Regions from separate parts of the Mus musculus genome. Here region 2 is linked to region 1. A link is a contact called in public HiChIP or PLAC-seq data. All regions are on one chromosome and are shown on one strand. The core of a region is the stretch at or near the end of the contact, and the rest is flanking DNA. Distances in the headings are between cores, read along the strand shown. Region 1 holds the start of Utp20 (UTP20 small subunit processome component). Region 2 overlaps Ano4 (anoctamin 4).

The links. HiChIP or PLAC-seq counts read pairs in DNA pulled down with a chosen protein or histone mark.
Region 2: an H3K27ac HiChIP or PLAC-seq map of trophoblast stem cells shows a contact between it and region 1, with 2.8 times the contacts expected there. The contact joins the enhancer-like site here to the promoter of Utp20 in region 1. A contact is called at or near these places in 6 of 39 promoter capture datasets (the 3T3-L1 cell line, 3T3-L1-derived adipocytes, embryonic stem cells and 3 more), 4 of 484 Hi-C or Micro-C datasets (cortical neurons, embryonic fibroblasts and uterus) and 3 of 115 datasets of contacts at active chromatin or transcription factors (embryonic stem cells and trophoblast stem cells).

The regions. Positions count from the first base shown.
Region 1 is chr10:88,824,626-88,829,125 of GRCm38.p6, forward strand. It overlaps Utp20 (UTP20 small subunit processome component), which reads right to left and starts at 2,189. Exons shown (of 62, transcript NM_175158.3): 1 at 1,981-2,189; 2 at 793-873. The coding sequence starts at 2,025.
Region 2 is chr10:88,959,155-88,963,654 of GRCm38.p6, forward strand. Ano4 (anoctamin 4) reads right to left here. Exons shown (of 28, transcript NM_001277188.1): 25 at 1,428-1,547. Among named protein-coding and RNA genes, the nearest start is that of Slc5a8, 75 kb to the left of the region's middle. Within about 2 kb of position 1,782, at least 4 of the 459 cell types and tissues checked have an H3K27ac peak or open chromatin away from gene starts, as enhancers often do. A contact at or near this core is called in trophoblast stem cells, where this site is marked.

The sequences.
Region 1 (4,500 bases), core at 939-3,438:
AACCTACAGCAAAACTCAATTCAGGTCCCATCTTAAAAATCATCTTCTGACATCCTTTCTGACACTCTCAGAAGGCTCCTTTCACTGAGTTCTCAAAGCCTTTTATGCTGGTCTAGATGTTATCATTCAACATGCTAACGTGGTAGAAGACAATGCTGGCAAAGACTCGGTACAGAATCTGCTCAGTAACAGATGAAGAGCTGAGGTTGAAACCCCAAGTTAAAGGTGTCAACGCTAACAAGACTGAGGTTAGGGTTAAGGCTTTTAAGAAAGGCTAGCAGAAGCACTAAGGGCTTGGTGCAGCAAAAAGGAAAACCCTTCTTCACAGAAGATGGCAGGTATGTGGTTAGAACCAGAAAAAAGTGCAGTTTAGTATCTTCGAGAGGAAGGAACTAAACACCAGGAAAGTGATTTCACTAAAATCACTTTAAAATCGGAGCTGCCAAAAAGTACAGGTCTGTAGACCCACTCGCAATGGACATGAGAAAAGAAGAGTTTCCAGTAACAAAACCCAATTGAGAATCAAGTCAAGCCAAGTCAAGTTCAACACGGCATCATCCGACTGAACAAGGCCAGGATGAACATGCACCATCTGGTATGGTACTCCTCTCGAATGATTCCAGCTAGCTGCATATAGCTATTGAGGGATTTAGGTTTAAAGTGAATGAACATATTTGCTGTGTGTGGTTTTTTAATTAGACAACACAGGTCTAAATCACTGCATGTACATTACAAATGGCTTGAAAAACAGCTTACTTACATTGGTGAGAGAAATTTAAAACTCCCTCTTACCTCGTCATAGCTTGCAGTTCTGTCGATACGGTGAATAATATCAATGTTCACATTCCCCAGTCTCTCTGCAAATGTAAGAAACTGCAGAGAAAAAGCATATTTAAGACATATTAGCATTCAATGCTTATCAGGTTTTGATATCTGCTGGAGTAAAACTACACCATAATCACATCAAATTCTGAACACAGAACGTTTTAGAGCTTCAGTGAGCAACCTCTGGACCATCACCACAAACAACAGTACCCTTAGCGTATCATTTCAGACCCGTGGTTTCTATTGGTCATAAAATATGTAACTTTTTAAAATAAGAGCAGCTATTACTTATGAAACACAAAAGGTAAATGTAAGAACTCTAAACAAAAGCAGTTACTACTTGAAGATAATAAATACTTGTACTTTTTGCATAACTTACTTCATCTGTATTTCTTTTTTCTTTTAACTTAAGTACCCTTGGAACAGGCTATGTAGCCAACGATGACCTTAAAATTTAAGTTCAGACCCTCTTGCTTCTACATCCCCAGGTCTGGGGTAACAGGCATTTAGCCATCACACCTGTTTTTGTTGTAACTGTTGTTGTTTTTAATGGGGATCCAACCTAGGGCTCCCTGAATGTTATTCAAACACTCCACCAACCGATCTACCTCCTACATTATGTTTTATCAAATACAATTTCCACACAGACTGGAACCTGGACGAACGCTTTCACACCACACCGAAAGCACAGGGATCTCGCTAAGTTGTGGGAACAGGTATATTTTTTAAAAACAGACAGACTCAGTTACAAAAGGGCTTGGAAAGGCATTATAAAGTACAACAGTAGCCAGCAGAAGTCATTCGCCACTTGCCAGCTCGCTCTACCCTCCTCTGTTCAGTCTTTAAAGTTAGAAGGGGGACTCGGTTGCAGACGATCCCCTGGGCCAATCAATTTGAGCCTGGAGTGAAGGGAGTTGCCCAGACAGGCCAGATCTCACCGCTAAAAGGCGGACTCTGGAATTCAAGTTTCCTCACTCCCCTGCGAACTAATGTTTTTTTTTTTTTTTTATACTGGCATAGTCTCCCATTTTCGCCAGAGCCCCGGGCAAGCGATTCCGGCTCTGCCCGGACTTGCAGGCCCTGGGGTTAAGGCGATCAGCTGGTCAGGCAGAGGCAGGGCGAACCGCGGCTCCGGGCCCAAACTCCCGCGCTCACCCGGTATGTGTTCTCGGTCTTGTGCGAAAGTGGCTTTGGCTTCATGGCTGCGGCGGGACAGCGGCCCGCGAGGGTCTCAGGACGACAGGAAGGGATCCGCGGGCACTGCGGAGGAGAAAGTTACTCCCACGCGGTACTCTCCAATGCTCCGGTGCCTGCTTTTCCTCACGTGTAGTTAGTGCCGCTGGGCGCCGCCATGTTGGAAAGCCAGGATGTGTGGGTCATGTGGGCGGAAGAGGCGGGCCGAGCATGCGTGCTCTTCCTGATTGTCAGTCGTGCAGTTTGCGGATGTACAGTTTTTGCTACATGAGAAGTTGGCCAACACAAAACAAACTCAGTGGTATTTTTGTGGACGTTTTGTTTTGTTTTGGACATTGTTTGTCATATTTGTCATTTGCCTGTTGGTCTTGATTTTCGTTTTTGTAGATTGGTGGTGATGGTGGGGTTTGGTTTGGTTTGGTGTTTTGTTTTTTCAAGACAGGGTTTCTCTAATCCTGGCTGTCCTGGAACTCACTGTGTAGACCAGGCCGGCCTCGAACTCAGAAATCCGCCTACCTCTACCTCCCAAGTGCTGGGATTAAAGGCTTATGCCACCACTGCCCAGCGTCCTTCCTTCCTTCCTTTCTTTCTTTCTTTCTTTCTTTCTTTCTTTCTTTCTTTCTTTCTTTTTTAAGAGAGAAGAATGTACAGTTGAATGGGTTGGGAGAATCTGAGAGGAGTTGGGAAAGGGAAAAACACGATCAAAATATATTGTATGAAAATTTTTAATAAAAAGGATAAAAGGGTTTTATTATAGAAAGAAAGCATAACCGTCACAACCTAGCATTAACTGCTGCTCGATACATACCGTGCACCATCAAAAGCTGTTTCCACCCATAATACAGTAATGCTGGTTATAAACTCAAAACGTGAAGTGTATGTTTGTTTGTTTTTTTTAAGCCCCCTTGGCATGCAAGGAAACCAAAGTTGGGCATCTTGTAAGTGACGATCTTCATTCACACGCAGACTCCGAGGTCCAGGTTTTAGTTTAGTACTAGAAAATAAAATCTGGCTCTTCACGAATGCCAGGAAGCAGCTCTACCACTAAGCTAGATCCTACAGCTCTTAATCATATATATAGAGAGAGTGTGTGTGTACAGTCGATGAGCCATGGAGTTATTTGCACAAAAATTGATGGAGGAAGGTCCAAGTGCAAAGTCCTTGAGATAAGATTTCATCCTAGCCTGGCTTGTGAGTAGTCAGAGCCCATCATGGGTAGAATACAGTGAATCAAGATATCTTTGCCTCCATTTATTACCTTTCCCATTGTAATCCATTTTAATCCATGGGAGTTCTGGGTATTTCTTCAAATCATGAAACAGTTCCCATGACTTTTGAACTGGGTTTGGTTGGCCAATCCATCATCATTTTATATTTTCTGTCCCCATGAGTTTTGTTTTGTTTTGTTTTGAGACAAAGTTTTTTTGTATAGCCTTGGCCATCCTTTCACTGTAGCCCAAGTGGGTTTCAAACTCAAAGAGCCCCCTGTCTCTGCTACTCAGTGCTGGGATCAGAAGTGTGCACCACCAATCACCACCCAGCTCCCTTCCTCATGATTCTCTGTGTTAAAGAGTAAGGTGTAAAACTGCCCCAATTATATACAAGTCAAACAATCCAAACGGAAATAACACTAGTAAGGTTCCTTATTCATAATAGACTTTGAATGTCTGAAATAATCCCGCATCCATTACCTCTCTGGTGTTTATGACAGCCCTGTGAGGTAAGCAGAAAGATATAATTGCCTTCCTATCATACAGAAAGAAATGAAATAGTCCCAGAGAAATTAAGCAATTTTGCCAAGGTCATGTGCTTTTGCTTGCCAATGCCAGAGCTTCTTACTCAGGCTTCAAAGGCCCTGGCACAATACTCATCTTCCCAAGTGATAAATGGTTGGCACTGTATAGCTCTCATGCTGCCCCAAGCACTGTTGCAAGTGTTTCCCATATGATGACTCATTTACTCTTCCTACCAGGTAGTTCTATTATCTTCATTTACCAATGAGGAAGCTAAGAGACAGACTGGGTAACTTGGCAGAGACTAGCTAACCCCATAAGGAAGTCAGAGTACCCAACAGTTGCAGGCAATGTCAGGATTTGTACTCTTAGTCTATGCACTATGCTACCAGAGGATTTGGGAAAAAGTTTTGTGATTCAGGCCATTGTGGGCACAGCTCAAGAGTCTTTGAGATCAAATCCAGAGATCCATTTACTCCTTAGATTGTTGCAAGCCCTTCCTGTGATGTCTATAGCCTCTTGGTCTTATTATCCACTTAATGTGATTGGGAGATATAATTAAATCTTTGTCCTTAAACTACTTATCTGTGTGGAAGAAACAAGGCTGAGCAGTCATCATTTTACTGTTTAGCTTGAGTTCATTAAGAATATGGAATAATACAATACACCTGTGTGGTTTTCACCTAGTTTGCCTGTATTGGGTTAGACAATCTCTATTTTCTGTTTTCTTTTTGGATGCCCACCCCTG
Region 2 (4,500 bases), core at 532-3,031, 130 kb after region 1:
TGCTCTCAGTTACCCTCCGGGAACTTTACAGTAAGACCCTATTGCTAATGGCACCAAATATTTGAGTCATTGAACATGGATTCAGCAAGCTGGTACTGACTTCATCCCAACAGTGCTGAGAGGTGCTCTGTACACTGCTGGAAGAGTGAACTGATGATTACTCTTATCCAGCTGTGAACTCTTTGGGCTACAATAATATCTGACCTGGTAAGACATGTTCACTGGTACAATAATGATATAAAGTCACGGGAGTAACCAGCCACTTTCTGATTGGAATTAAGGCCTGCTTCGCAAGCTGAAATTCATACTGGCTCTGTTATATGGCCAAGAACATGTGGCTAGATAGGCCATAGTCCCTCGGGGAGAACCTACTACCATGGGGACTAAATGGGGATAGTATTAAACTGATACCTATAGTTTAGTGCATTTCTGAGCCCAGATAAAAGAAACACGGAGACTGACAACTAGAGATGATTCAGAGAATAGGATACTGTAGAGTGCTCGATCCATTTTAAATGGGACATGTATATTACTCCCCTCCCCCCAAAGCTCAGGGATCACTGTGGACCAGGGTGGAAAGACTCTGAAGGTCAGAGATCGTGAGTAACTCTAAGGAAACATGTTTTCTGGATAGAGCAAGGCAGTTGCACAAATGAATTCACAGTGATTGTGACAGACCTATGGAAGCTCAAACCAGACAAAATACTAGCGTGGATAGGGAAAGTGAGCATGAAGTCCAGACCTTGAGTGAGAAGCTATTGGCAGTGGCTGTCTGCTGGATGGACAGTCGGTTTTCTTTAAGAATGTAGCTCTATTGGAACATGGTCCACCATGCTCCAGTGGAACGCCACATATCCAAGAACACGTGGGCTTAACAAGCTAACAATTTTTAAAAAGGACACAAAATCGGGTGCGGAGAGAAATGGGGATGAATGTGATCAAATTATACTGGACAACATTCTCAAATAAAAAACTAATACAAATTAAAACATCAGCAGGTGATGATTAATACCCTCAGGACTGAGAAACACTGCTTTATTTTTGTATTATTTAATTTTTATTAAAAAAATTAACCAAATGAGACATAATCTATATTGTTCTGACATGTTCCATGAAGGTTTTAATTACCTTTATTCTCTCTGAAGCATATTTTTCTTGGGCAGGGAATATAAATTATATTTACCTTTGGTTTGCTAGAACTTCATTTGTACACCAACCATGTATATACCCAACAAAAAATTTTAATATATTTTCTGCCCAAACACTGGGTGTTTTTTCTTTTACTGGAAACATATTTTTTTATACTGTATATTTTGATTATGAGAACCACTGCTTTAAAAACACTCAGCCAGAAGGCCTGTCAGCAAAAGCTTCCCATGCTAGAGCCATGCGAACTTAGCAGAAAGCGTGGTGAGGTTCACACTCACCTGCAGTACTTCAGAGGGGTTCCTGAGAACTCACTGCCATCAGACTCTGGCTCCGACCGATTTTCAAAGTCAGAAATTCGGAACACAGACAAGCTGGCATTCACATAGCCAACCATGCACCTGAAAGAGATGCTGATTGTATACTTACAGCAGTACTCATCCCCTTTACCTCTGTGTTACAACGCCTTTTCAATTAGCATCTCCTTCCACAGCAATGCTATGCCCTGGGTGTGTCATAGCCTTCCGGGCCTCTGCTTGTGTTTCCTTTTTCTTTGGAACCCCTTCTCCTTTGTTTGGAAGTGTAAATGTGACTTATCTTTAGTGATCAACCAAAACAGCACCTATTCCGAGAAGATTTCCTCACCCAGAGTCAGAGTGACTCACCCACTTCTGTCTGAAGCGCCACTACATTTAGATCAGGATTATCCTTGAGTTTGTGCTCATGTTGGCTGCACACATATGTCTTCTCCCATGAACTGCAGGATTGTGGGAGTGGAGTGGATGCCTTACGTTTTTATTTTAGAATCTAGCGGTTTTACACACTCAGGAAATCCAGAAACATGGAATCTAGTTAACTTGATGGGAGGAAAATGACATGTCAGAGATTCTATCGATCTACCTGATGGGATGAGGGGAGGGAGGGAGGGAGGGAGGGAGGGAGGGAGGGAGGGAGAGAGAGAGAGAGAGAGAGAGCTCCTAACAACCACTCTGTCAGCTTCCTTCCTTCTTATACTTTTTAGAGTACAAATTAAGGGGTTTCATGACAACATTTTCAGATGACTGTTCTTTGTTCGTATTTACTTTATATAATTCTTTAATTAAAATAATTTACTCATCATTATTACTAATGTAACAATAATGTGTGTGAGAAAGCATGTGGGAGAAAGAGGGAGAGGGGGAGGGAGAGAGGAAGAAGGAGAGGGGCAGGGAAAGGGAGGGAGAGGGGGACGGAGAGGAAGAGAGGGAGAGAGAATGGCTGCGTGTGTGTGTGTGTGTGTGTGTGTGTGTGTGTGTGTGTGTGTGAGGGAACACATGCCATGGTGCCTCTTAGGAGGTCAGAGGATATCTTTTTGGAGTCAGTTCCCTCTGTCCATATTTACATGGATTTAGGGAGAGGGGTGTTGAACTCAGGTTGCAAGGCTTTGTGTAGCAAATTCCTTTGCCTTCTGAGTCATCTCACCGGCCCCACCATAATGTAATTCTTTAAGTGAAAAGAAAGTTCACCATCTATTATTCATGGATTAAATGACACCAAGTAGCAAAGCACATAGTCCTATATTTGGCCAAATGTAAGATAGCCGTGAGTGGTGGTTACTCCTGTTACGTACACTGTGCCTTCTGCAGGTCAATACATATTGTGGAATGAATAAAACATGGTGTTCAGAGCGTCTTCATTATCACATCTGATGTGACCCTAAGCTACTAAATCTTAAGCCAAAATGATGACACAAGCGATTTCCAAAGCATATGGCTTCTTCATATTATGCCCAGGATATCCTCATCATGGCCTTTATTATCCACTGTCCTCATCATGGCCTTTACAAAGATGAGCTGAGCTTGAAGAACCATTCGCCCAGACACTTGAGGGTCAAACACATAGTCAGCAGAGATGCAACATTCCCCAGTCCTCCCTACTTCTCCCTGAAATGGTGGTCTAGAGGATGACTGGATGAACTGTCTAGATCTGGGCATGCAGACATACTAACAGCTTGGTGACAGCTGTTGCAGAGAGAGCTGGTGTTTTGACACACAGAATTTAGTCGTCATCCTAGTTGCTGAGCAGTGGTCTGGGAACAGGCAAAAGCCAGCCAGGTCCAGTACTGACATGGAATATTTATAGCTCTGCCTGTACTCTTCTCTCACAAACCAACTCCAAAGCTTTACAGAGATTCAAGCCATTGTCTTCTGGTTTTGTTTAAAATGTCCACTGACAAAAATCTAAATTCTAATACGCTACCTGTCTTAGGAACGACATCGTTCATCTTTTACGAAAAGAAGTAAAAAAGAGAATAAATCTGTGAACCAATTTACTAAGCATATTCATGTAATGGAGGCATAAAGCCATGTTGGAAATATGTTTTCAGTGGCTGGTTACTCACACACACATAGAATTAAATGTGGACCTAGTATACAAGCATATTGTCATCTTCTTTCTATAACATCTCAATCGTCACAGGAGAAGGGCCACTGATACTGAACTGTTTCCCTGATTCTTTTTACAAGGGTAGAAGCCCATCATTGCCATATTAGAAAGTTGAGTCTGCTATAAATGTAGAGATTTGGAATTTCATACTTTGGTTTAGCCACAGTGCAGCCAGTGATGTCTGTCCATTTGTCACAGTTGGAGGACCATAAAGGGCAGGCTGATGTTATGCTTACTTGGTTTGCTGGGATATGCTCTGAATACCCACTACCATTTTGAGAGAGAGAGAGAGAGAGAGAGAGAGAGAGAGAGAGAGAGAGAGAGAGAGAGAGAGAGAGAGAGAGAATATGAAGATGAAGCTATCCTGATGATAAGAGAAAAATGATGAGAGTAGCAGACAAAGGAAGTTCTCTTATTATTATGAAGGAAGTTTCTCTAAAGGACAAGTAGATGCTTCTGAAAGCATTCCCAAATAAGGAGACTTGCATCAGGACACAGACTTCTCTCAAGTAAAGTTGAAAACATCTCATGCCTCTAAAAGTGAGAATTCTCCTTTGAAAACATTGGTTACTTATTGTTTTAAATTCCTTAATGTACAAGATGGGAAAATCAGGTGATCATTGTCACCAGGATTTGAAGGAAGCACAGAACCAGAAGTTGACTTTCAGGTTTGTTGATTGCAGATCAAACTTGCTGCTGAATGCCTTTGAATCAGCTATAAACTTTGCCTTTGAGGTTTTAGGTATTGTGACACTAACAGCCTGGGAATCGAAATCAAAGGTTGAGAGATGCCAGGGGAAATAAGACTGGGTTTATGTACTTAAAGGCAAATGTGTTTTATGGATAAAGTGTCTCAGGCTAATAGTTGAGTACAGAAGTGATTATAGGATTTATACAGATATATTCTCTATTATTCACTAAGTAAGATAT